Linked DNA regions of Macaca mulatta: region 2 is linked to region 1. A link is a contact called in public Hi-C data. All regions are on one chromosome and are shown on one strand. Each heading gives the region's core, a stretch centred on a gene start, on an enhancer-like site or on the middle of the called end of the contact. The rest is flanking DNA. Distances are from core to core; before and after follow the strand shown. Region 1 has its middle 310 kb from the start of PITRM1. Region 2 holds the start of KLF6 (KLF transcription factor 6).

Region 1 (4,343 bases), core at 1,589-4,088:
CTACTTCCCTGCCCTTTCATCCAACTGAGGCTGAGAACTTTCTCCCCAAAGAAAGAAAAGCCAGGCATTCAGAGTCAGATGTGGTGTGGACTGTTTCTGGTTAGATGACTCAGGCCATTTTTGTGGATTTCCCAAGATGCTTTCTGAAATTCTGTTGAAAAATATCTTGTGGGATCTGGTAACAAATTAAACAAAAGACAAACCACCAAGTGCTTGCCTGTTTGAATAGGCCAACCACAAAATACTCTGATTCACGGTGACCTATCACGGGGGAGAAGCAGCTCTGGCTCATCAGTTAAATTCTAACTTCCACAAACCCCAGCTCCCTGGATTCCTTTCTGAGGCTTAATGAAAGATAGAGGGGAGTTGGCTGCCTTTCAAATAATTCTAAGGCTCATGACACCAAGATACTTTTTAAGGTTTCAGAAAACTTGCCCTCCTCAGCTGACCATGCCAAGATGCACTGGTGGCTTTGGTTTGCATTATTTTGCCATCTTCAGTTTTAAAAGTATTGAGAGACATAGGATGCTTGTTTGTTTTCATTTTGTTTTAATTCCAGGGGGCTAAGTAATCACTTAATACATATTTTCTTTGACAATTAACAAAAGTGATTCATACATTTTGTGGAAGTCTATTTTCTTTCCAACGGCACATGCCCACATTTCTTTGGTGACTTACTCACAGAGCAAAACAATAAGCACCGAATCTGTTTTTCACCAACCAGGATTTCTCGCCAGGCTTTTCCCAGCACACTTCATGCAGATGGAATTTCTGGCTCACTCTTCGTCCTCGCTGTTGTTGTTGTGTTTGTTGAGGTTGTCGTTGGGTGTTTTCCTCTGAACTGAAAAAGGGATATATCTGTGCTCTCCCTGATCTCTCGGGAAGCTGACAAAACAAAGAAGCATACACTTCCAGCACACACAGCCCTGCCCAACCCCGTGGTGTAGTTTGTCCTGCCTGAATACACGAACCACAAAGTGCGCTCATTCACAAACACACAACTTGTTTTCCTGAACAACAGCGCCTCCCGCGACCCCTGGGAAGGATATTCCCCAGCTGCCCGGCAGATGTCCTGCCCCGCCGCATGGGTGTGGAATTTGCAGAGGAACCCCCAAGACGCTGTAATTTGCTTGCTCTTGGTAAAGTTGTTTTGTGGTTGTTGCTGTTGATGCTCTTGCTCTTTCTGGAACTGAAATGTTGGCCTTTGGAGAATCCCTGCACTATAAGGAGTACACAGACTTGGGAAAACTCAGCACACCAAGAGAAGGAGTGGAGCTGTGTGTTTTGCCAAAAACCATCTGAAATTTCCTGTTTTCCACGTCTGGGGTGTAACTTTAACTTTTAGGGTCAGAGTTGCTCTCTCCCTGGGAAGCTGCAACGTTTTATTCCTGACTTCTTTAAGGGCTTGTGAAAGATCTCCAATGTGCTTCTAAAAAACACACAAACGCCTTTTAATCACAGCCTCCGGGAGCTGCATTCATTGGATTTGAAACCAGACGCATTCAACTTGCCTTTAAGTCCTCACCAGCTCGCCCTCAAGGTAAACAAAGAAAACCCAACAAGTGTACAAAGAATTTCATTTTGCCCTTGAAGATAGTAAAACAACTTCAGACACTGAATAGTCTGTGAACAATCAAAAAGTTACACTAACATGGAATATTTAAAATGACTTCAGCCAGTAAGAACCTAAATGTCACAATTTTCACTCTATATAGACTTTATTAATGAATATCAGAGTATATAATGTGTGTATATGTTTATACACATACACTGAATGTTAGAATATATAATATGTGTGTATATATATACACACACACTGAATGTTAGAATATATAATATACACACATATTATATATAATATAATATAATATATTATATATTATATTATATATTATATATTATATATTATAGAATATAGAATATATAATATACACACATATTATATATTCTAACAGTCATTAGTACAGTCTATATCTATTAATGGCATTATATGTATTAAAGATATATTATATATAATGATACTTTTATTGCCAAAAGGCAAAACTGCAAAAAAATAGATGTTTTTACATTTTTAAGAACAAAGTCTAGGCCAGGTGCGGTGGCTCACACCTGTAATCCCAGCACTTTGGGAGGCCGAGGAGGGCGGATCACAATGTCAGGAGATTGAGACCATCCCGGCTAACACAGTGAAATCCTGTCTCTACTGAAAATACAAAAAATTAGCCGAGCGTGGTGGTGGGCGCCTGTAGTCCCAGCTACTTGGGAGGCTGAGGCAGGAGAATGGCATGAACCCAGGAGGCGGAGCTTGCAGGGAGCCGATATCAGGCCACTGCATTCCAGCCTGGGTGACAGAATGAGACTCCATCTCAAAAAAAAAAAAAAAAAAAAAGAACAAAGTCTAATGGTTCCTAAAAGATGAAAAACTCTATATTGTTAGTTGTTTCTGAATAAAGAAGTACAAGCAGTCAATGAGATAAGATTAGATTCTGTAGAAACTTCCTAAGAAATCATTCTCCAATCTATAATCTCCTTATTCCTTCCTTCAAATCTTAAACCGACTTAATACAGATTTTAGCTGAAATATAGCCGTATACATCACATCATTTACTCTAAAAATTTCCTCCATGAAACTTAAAGTTGAAAATAGAAACACTACCCACGTTCCCTGAAAAATCACCCTATAATTATTCCAGAAAATGTGCAGATGTGTCGTACGTTGTGTAAAGCAGAGGGGAGCTCTGACTACTCAATGACCAGGCTGCCTCTGGCATGTGCCATATGCATGAAAACAGGAAAGAGGCACGTGCTCTGTGACGGTGCCGTGGCTGGGGCCTGAGCCGCCCTGTTCCTATCCTGTCTCCCGTGCAGGCTGCTGAGAGTAAGCTGTGAGCAGTGGTTCCAGGCACCCCTGTTTATATTAACTCATGTTCCCGCAGGTGAGCTTTCATTCCTGAAGTTTGTGTAATGCTGAAGTTACAGTTTTACAAGCACCATGGAAAACGGCTTCCTGCTATAACTTTCAGGAAGAGGAAGAGCCATGTTAAGCCAAACTCTGGGGCCAGTGGCCACATTCTTGCTGCCACAGGAGCCGGGTCCGAGCTGCAGCTTGTCAGAGTCATGTTGCCTTGTGTCCTCACAGCCAGGAAAACGTGTGTCCAGAGGAGATCAGTTTAAGAAATGCTCATCAGGTTGACAGTTAAAAGACGATAATATGAGAGCTTCACCCTGCTGATGAGAGAGACTCAGAGAATGAGAAAAGTACAGCTTTGGTAACTTTTGAACGAGTTCTATACTTGTCATAAACACAGAACAACCCAAGTAAACTCCAGAGTTCAACTGTGACGTGCTCTTCAGGCTGCGCCGGAAAAGGCAGCGCAGCCGAGCTAATCCCAGGCTCTCAGAGAGAAGTGGGGAAGAGTGTTTGTCTTGCCCAGTCAGAATTCAGACACAGGAAGGGGAGTGAGTGATTACCAGGCTTAATATCTTCAATAAGGCTTTTTCTCCAACAAGATGCAGAAATCCTTTTATAACCTGTTTTTTTTTCTTCCTCTAACCACTTAAGTTTCTATGTGTCACCCTTTCCTTCTCGATAAAATTTTGATAATCATTTGTCCAAACAAAGCCCAGAGAGGCGTTGAAAGAAGCACATGAGGTTATGGTTAGGAAAGCACTTTTGAAAATGCTATGCAAACACAATGCTGTCACCGTCCACTTGCGAAACTGTGGACAGGAACAACTGCCTTACACACACCTGCGAAATACCAGACTGATTTAATCTGAATGGAAGGCTTCGTTCCAAAGCTACAGATGACTTCTGATCATTAAACACACGCAGATATACACAGTTAAAAAATAGTTTTTAGAAAAAGGTAAAATTATCATTCTCATACACATATAAATAAATAGGTGTTTAAGAATATATTTAACTCGTAGGATGTGAGGGAATTAAATAGATGTTATAACCTATTCAAAGGAAAAATCAAAACGACACATAAAATATATGCAGGAAAGGAACATTGAGATCAGCTGCAAATAAGCACGAAACTGGAGGGAGAGGTCAATGAAACCACTATCAGCAAGTACAGAATTTGCATATCTGTCCTGTTGCTTCTGTAAGTTGCCTACAATTTACAAAGAATTGCATAGGAATGCAAAATTCATGCACAGGGTTGAATTCTGATAACGCTGAAGGGTGTGCTCTAGATCACGCAGTTTTCTAGAGAAACACAAGACTCCTACACACCCAAGCATATAGACTCTTTAGATTCATAATTGGTCATGTTTTATGGGAAGACAGCCACGCGCTCTTGTCTCAGTGGCTGCTCCAGTCTACACAGCACCAT
Region 2 (4,539 bases), core at 213-2,712, 330 kb before region 1:
GCTGGGGTAAATGTGATGAACACTGGCCAAGAACACTGTCAATTCACTCTGCACAACCTTCACAGCCCACATACCACAGGTACAAGACAAACCACCCTTCTCCACTCCAGACTCACTAAGGTCCCCACCTAGTCTTAAGCCACAGGCTTCTGCCGGACTCTCTAAAATTAAACATACAAAACCCTTTTTTTTTTTTTCCTAGTCCATTCTTTCAAAATGTTTAGTGTCCGTTAAACTCTTATTTTGAAACAAAAACTATAATACAGTTACAATTCAGTTTCCCATTTTGGATTTTAAAATGCTCTGGTTAGCGTTCTCGACATTTTTCTTAAAAATCAACATGACGGTATATTTTCGGAGATAATTTATATGGAAAAACACACACACACTAAATGTCGGCTTCCACCTAATTTAAATTGTTTACACATTCATGGGAAAACCTAGCTGTTAACCTTGGTGAGGGCTGAGATCGCCCTCTACAAGATAAACACGTTTCTCCCAATTCCAAGGGGAGCCTGCGTGCTCCCCTCCCCCACTCTGGTGGACCTGAGGACAGAGGGGAGAGAAGGGACGTAGGAATCGATGGGGACAGAGAGGGGCTCAGGGATGGAGGGGGACAGAGAGGGGAACCCCAAGGTTAGAGAAGAGAGGGGGACCGGGGGATGTAGGGGAACAGAGCGGCGTAGAAGGGGACAGTAGGGGACGGGGCGGCCCCACGCGTAGAAGGGGACAGTTGGGGACCGGGCGGCTCCGGACGTAGAAGGGGACAGTTGGGGACCGGGCGGCCCCGGGCGTAGAAGGGAACAGCTGGGGACTGGGCGGCCTCGGGCACAGAGGGGGACGGGGGAACGGGGCGGCCCCGGGACCTGACGGCCGAGAGAAGCAGGACGGGGCGGCCGCCCGCGGGGTGCGCTGCCGGAACCGGGACTCGCGCGGCGACGGGGCCCGGCTTGGTGACCCGGACGGGCGCGGGGTGGCGGGACCGGGCAGCAAGGAAGGGGGACTGGGACTGGGGACGGGCGACGCGGCCCGCCCGGGCTCTCCCAGCCCCGGATCCCTCAGCCCCGGCCGCAGGTGCAGCACAGCGCTCGGCCGCGCACCTCACAGCGCGGACTCCTCCGGCGCGCCGCCGCCCGCGCCTTATATACCCTGCTAAAAATAGCCTGCGAGGCCACTCTCCAATCAGAACGAGCAGAGTTCGAATTGAACCAATGGTGCGGGCCGTGATGGAGAGTCTCGGTCACGCCAGGCGGGGCCGCTGTGTGTCGCCGCCCGCGATTGGCCGGAGCTGACATCATCGGCGCGCAGCCCCCGGGCCGGGAGCCACGGGATTGGGCCGCGCGCGGGGCGGGCACGGGGCGAGTCACGTGGGGGGAGGGGGAGTGGGGGGAGCCAGGCGGGGGCGGAGGGGGAGGCTGGCAGCGGAGCTTTGAATAGGGAAGTTTTGCAGGGGTTACGTTTGCAGTCAGTCCGGTGTTTGCAAATATTGTGTGGGCTCCGCGCGCTGCGGGCTGCGGGAGGGTCCGGCCGGGCGTCTCTGCGAGCCTGGAGTTTGCATGAAACTTTCACCTGCGCTCCGGGGAGACTTTCGGCTCCGGCTCCCACCGCGCGCCTCGCCGCCCTCGCGACCGCGGGCTCAGTCCGACCCGGCCCGACATGGACGTGCTCCCCATGTGCAGCATCTTCCAGGAGCTCCAGATCGTGCACGAGACCGGCTACTTCTCGGCGCTGCCGTCTCTGGAGGAGTACTGGCAACAGGTAAACGCAGCCGGCCGCGGTTCCCTGCGGGCGCCGGGGTAGGGGGCGCGGGCCGGGGCGGCTGTTTGGGGTTCAGACCCGGTGCTCCCTGCGGTCCGCTGGGCCCGGGCCCCGCGCTGTCACCGGGGGATCGGGCGCAGCGCCCCCTCCGATCGATTCTTCAGCCCGCGAGCAGCGTCCGCCCAGGGAAGCCCCAACTCCCGGCGCAGCCCGGCCAAGCCCCTGGCACGAGTTCGGAGCCTGTCCCTGCTCCAGGCGCCACAGCTGGAGCTTGTCATGGGGACCAACTTGCTCTGCCTGCCAAGGTTTTTGTTTTTTGTTTTTTGTTTTTTTTAAGATTTTGTTTTTGTTTTGCTTTTTGGTGCTTGTACATAACGGCTTTTTTTAAAATATCACATTTTGCCAGCAGAACGTAGACCAGCTCTCTCATTTATTTTTAATTTTTTTCGTTTTTTAAAACTCTAGACCATTTCCAATGTGTTTTCCCCTCTTTGGAATGCCTAACATTTCCCCTAGATCTGCCTTATTTGTCTTACGTGCTTCTCTTGTTGACCAAGAAAAATAAAAATAAACAAAACTGTGTACACTCCAGTGACTTGTCAGTCTTGTGACAATGAGCCCGTCCAAACTGCTTCAAGTCTTAGCTTGGGAAAAAGGACCTCGGTTTCCGACGTTGTCGTAGAACTGGAATTTGGGGGCATTGGAAATTTTAAGAAACTTACCATGTCCCTGTGCTTATCGGTAGCATCGCCCGAGGGGAGAGAGACTGACACTCGTCCCATTGTCTCTCCAGCGATCGCAGGAGGGTTTACTGTTGTCTCCCTGCCCTGCTGTGCTGTTTGTTTTTCGTCACAAAGTGAATTGCCAGATCAAATAGAGGCTGTGGGTTTCCAAGCCTCGAAAGCTTTAAGGAGGATGAAATGCAGGGTGTTGCAACCTTCACACGCCTGCTTAATTGTTCACAATCCTCTCCTGCCTTTTTCCCCCTCCCCCTCTTGTTTTTTTTCTCCTCAAAGAAGCTGCTCCCTGGGACGTGATTGAAATTGATCTAAGTAGTTTCCTTCGGGCATTTGGGATTTGGGCAAACGGCCAGACCTGGCTCCTGGTCGCCTTCGGAGGCTTTTAAACTCTCCCAGAGCTTCGTTCAGGTCCCGGGTGCTCATCAGCGTAATGGAGATTTTAAATTAGCCGGATTATTAAAGTTTAACAAGATCTCCATAAATGTGCTTTTCTTTTTTCTTTGGAAAATCAATTAGATATATCGCTGCTGCCCCTCTTCAGAACGCTGTAGTGTGCATTGTAACTCAGACGCCTAGTTTCGGGGGAAAGGGGAAACCATGATTTTCCCGTGTGCTTGCTCACACTGGCTGTGTGCGAGCCTGGGGAGGGGGAGGGATTGCCTGTGGCAGGAGAGAGGCACACTGCTAAGTCAGCCTGAGCCCCCGGGGTGGGCTGTGCTCAGTATAGTCCCTGCCCGGAAAAATGATGTGCTCACCAGAGCAGAGTGGTGTAGAAACTGAAATTTGTAGAATTGCCAGTAGTATAGACAACCTTATATGGACATGCAGGCAACTGATCCTCGTGAAAATCAGGGCAGACATAATTTAATCCTAAAATGTTTCCTACCATTTTTCTTTTCCAGTGGCTAGAAAGTTTGAAATGGTGGGGAGAGGGGATGCTGATCTCGGCAGTTGTAGCTTCTTGAAAGGTTGGTTGCGGGGCTGGGGAAGGGGCGCTGTCCATGCCACACTGCATGTCCATTTGAACTGGGTCCTTATTGGGCTGCTGATCAGAATTTCAAAAGGAAGTCTCCTTTGGCATTGCGTGAAAGAAATCAGAGTGATGACTCATGCAGTTGTACTCTTGGCCAGTAGATAAAGTTCTTGTTCATTGTGGGACTCCCAGCAGGGCCGTGGAGTAATTTCCCCTTGCATCCTTCACAATAGCAGATGGCCATGCTGGAATTATTTCTGCACTCCTGTTGTTGAAGTTCCTTGTTTTTCTCTGACCACTGTAGAAGTAATTAAAGTTCTGTGTCATGCAAGGGCCTGCACTTGGGAACGGCATTCTGTGAAAACACAGGCGGTCTGGGTTGCACGGGAAATGGGTGGTTTTTCTGCAGCTCCATTCGATGCCCCTGAATACAGACAGCTGCTGTCTCCTCTCCCCCGAGTGTGGCCCTGCGTTGTCAGACGTGTCCCCAAGGGGGTCCCTCAGAACACGCTGTGTGCCGTGCAGTCTTTTTTGTCCTGTTGTGTGGGTATCTGTGGGGTGTGAAGGGTGAATGGCTGGGGCTTTCCTTAAAACACATGGTTCTTGACAATGTCAGATAATCTGGTTGAACCTGTTGGGGGGGTATGTGTGTGGGGCCGGTTCTCTTCCTGTGGTTTCATGAGAAACATCAACACTGGTAACTACAACAAAAAAAAACCGGCTTAGTAATCATCACTCATTGTGGCCGTTGACCCAACATTGGGAAAGCCAGGAGAGGTTTCGCCCTCTGACTTTTCCTCTGAATTCTTACCATTCTAGAAACAGATTTCCTCTAACTTCCGTAAGGACATGGATGCTTAATTATGAAAGGTTTAGCCCCTGTAGTGATCGGGCAGCAATGTATCTGTCCTTCATTCTTGCATGTTTTTGGAAATTGCTTTTGCTTTTACTTTTGGTCGCCATAGCAATCACGTGCCTTCTCTGGTTCATTTTGCACAGACCTGCCTGGAGCTGGAACGTTACCTCCAGAGTGAGCCCTGCTATGTTTCAGCCTCAGAAATCAAATTT

Evidence for each region. Hi-C and Micro-C count contacts between places; a contact is called where the count stands out from the background.
Region 2: a contact with region 1 is called in a Hi-C map of liver, with 4 times the contacts expected there. The contact joins the promoter of KLF6 here to the enhancer-like site in region 1. A contact is called at or near these places in 5 of 14 Hi-C or Micro-C datasets (CD4 T cells, blood, cortical neurons and 2 more).

The regions. Positions count from the first base shown.
Region 1 is chr9:5,014,951-5,019,293 of T2T-MMU8v2.0, reverse strand. No RefSeq gene overlaps it. Among named protein-coding and RNA genes, the nearest start is that of PITRM1, 310 kb to the right of the region's middle. Within about 2 kb of position 2,838, at least 3 of the 40 cell types and tissues checked have an H3K27ac peak or open chromatin away from gene starts, as enhancers often do. A contact at or near this core is called in liver, where this site is marked.
Region 2 is chr9:5,339,246-5,343,784 of T2T-MMU8v2.0, reverse strand. It overlaps KLF6 (KLF transcription factor 6), which reads left to right and starts at 1,462. Exons shown (of 4, transcript XM_015146365.3): 1 at 1,462-1,758; 2 at 4,471-4,539. The coding sequence starts at 1,657. LOC107000013 (a long non-coding RNA gene) reads right to left here and starts at 1,118. Exons shown (of 2, transcript XR_013397895.1): 1 at 1-1,118.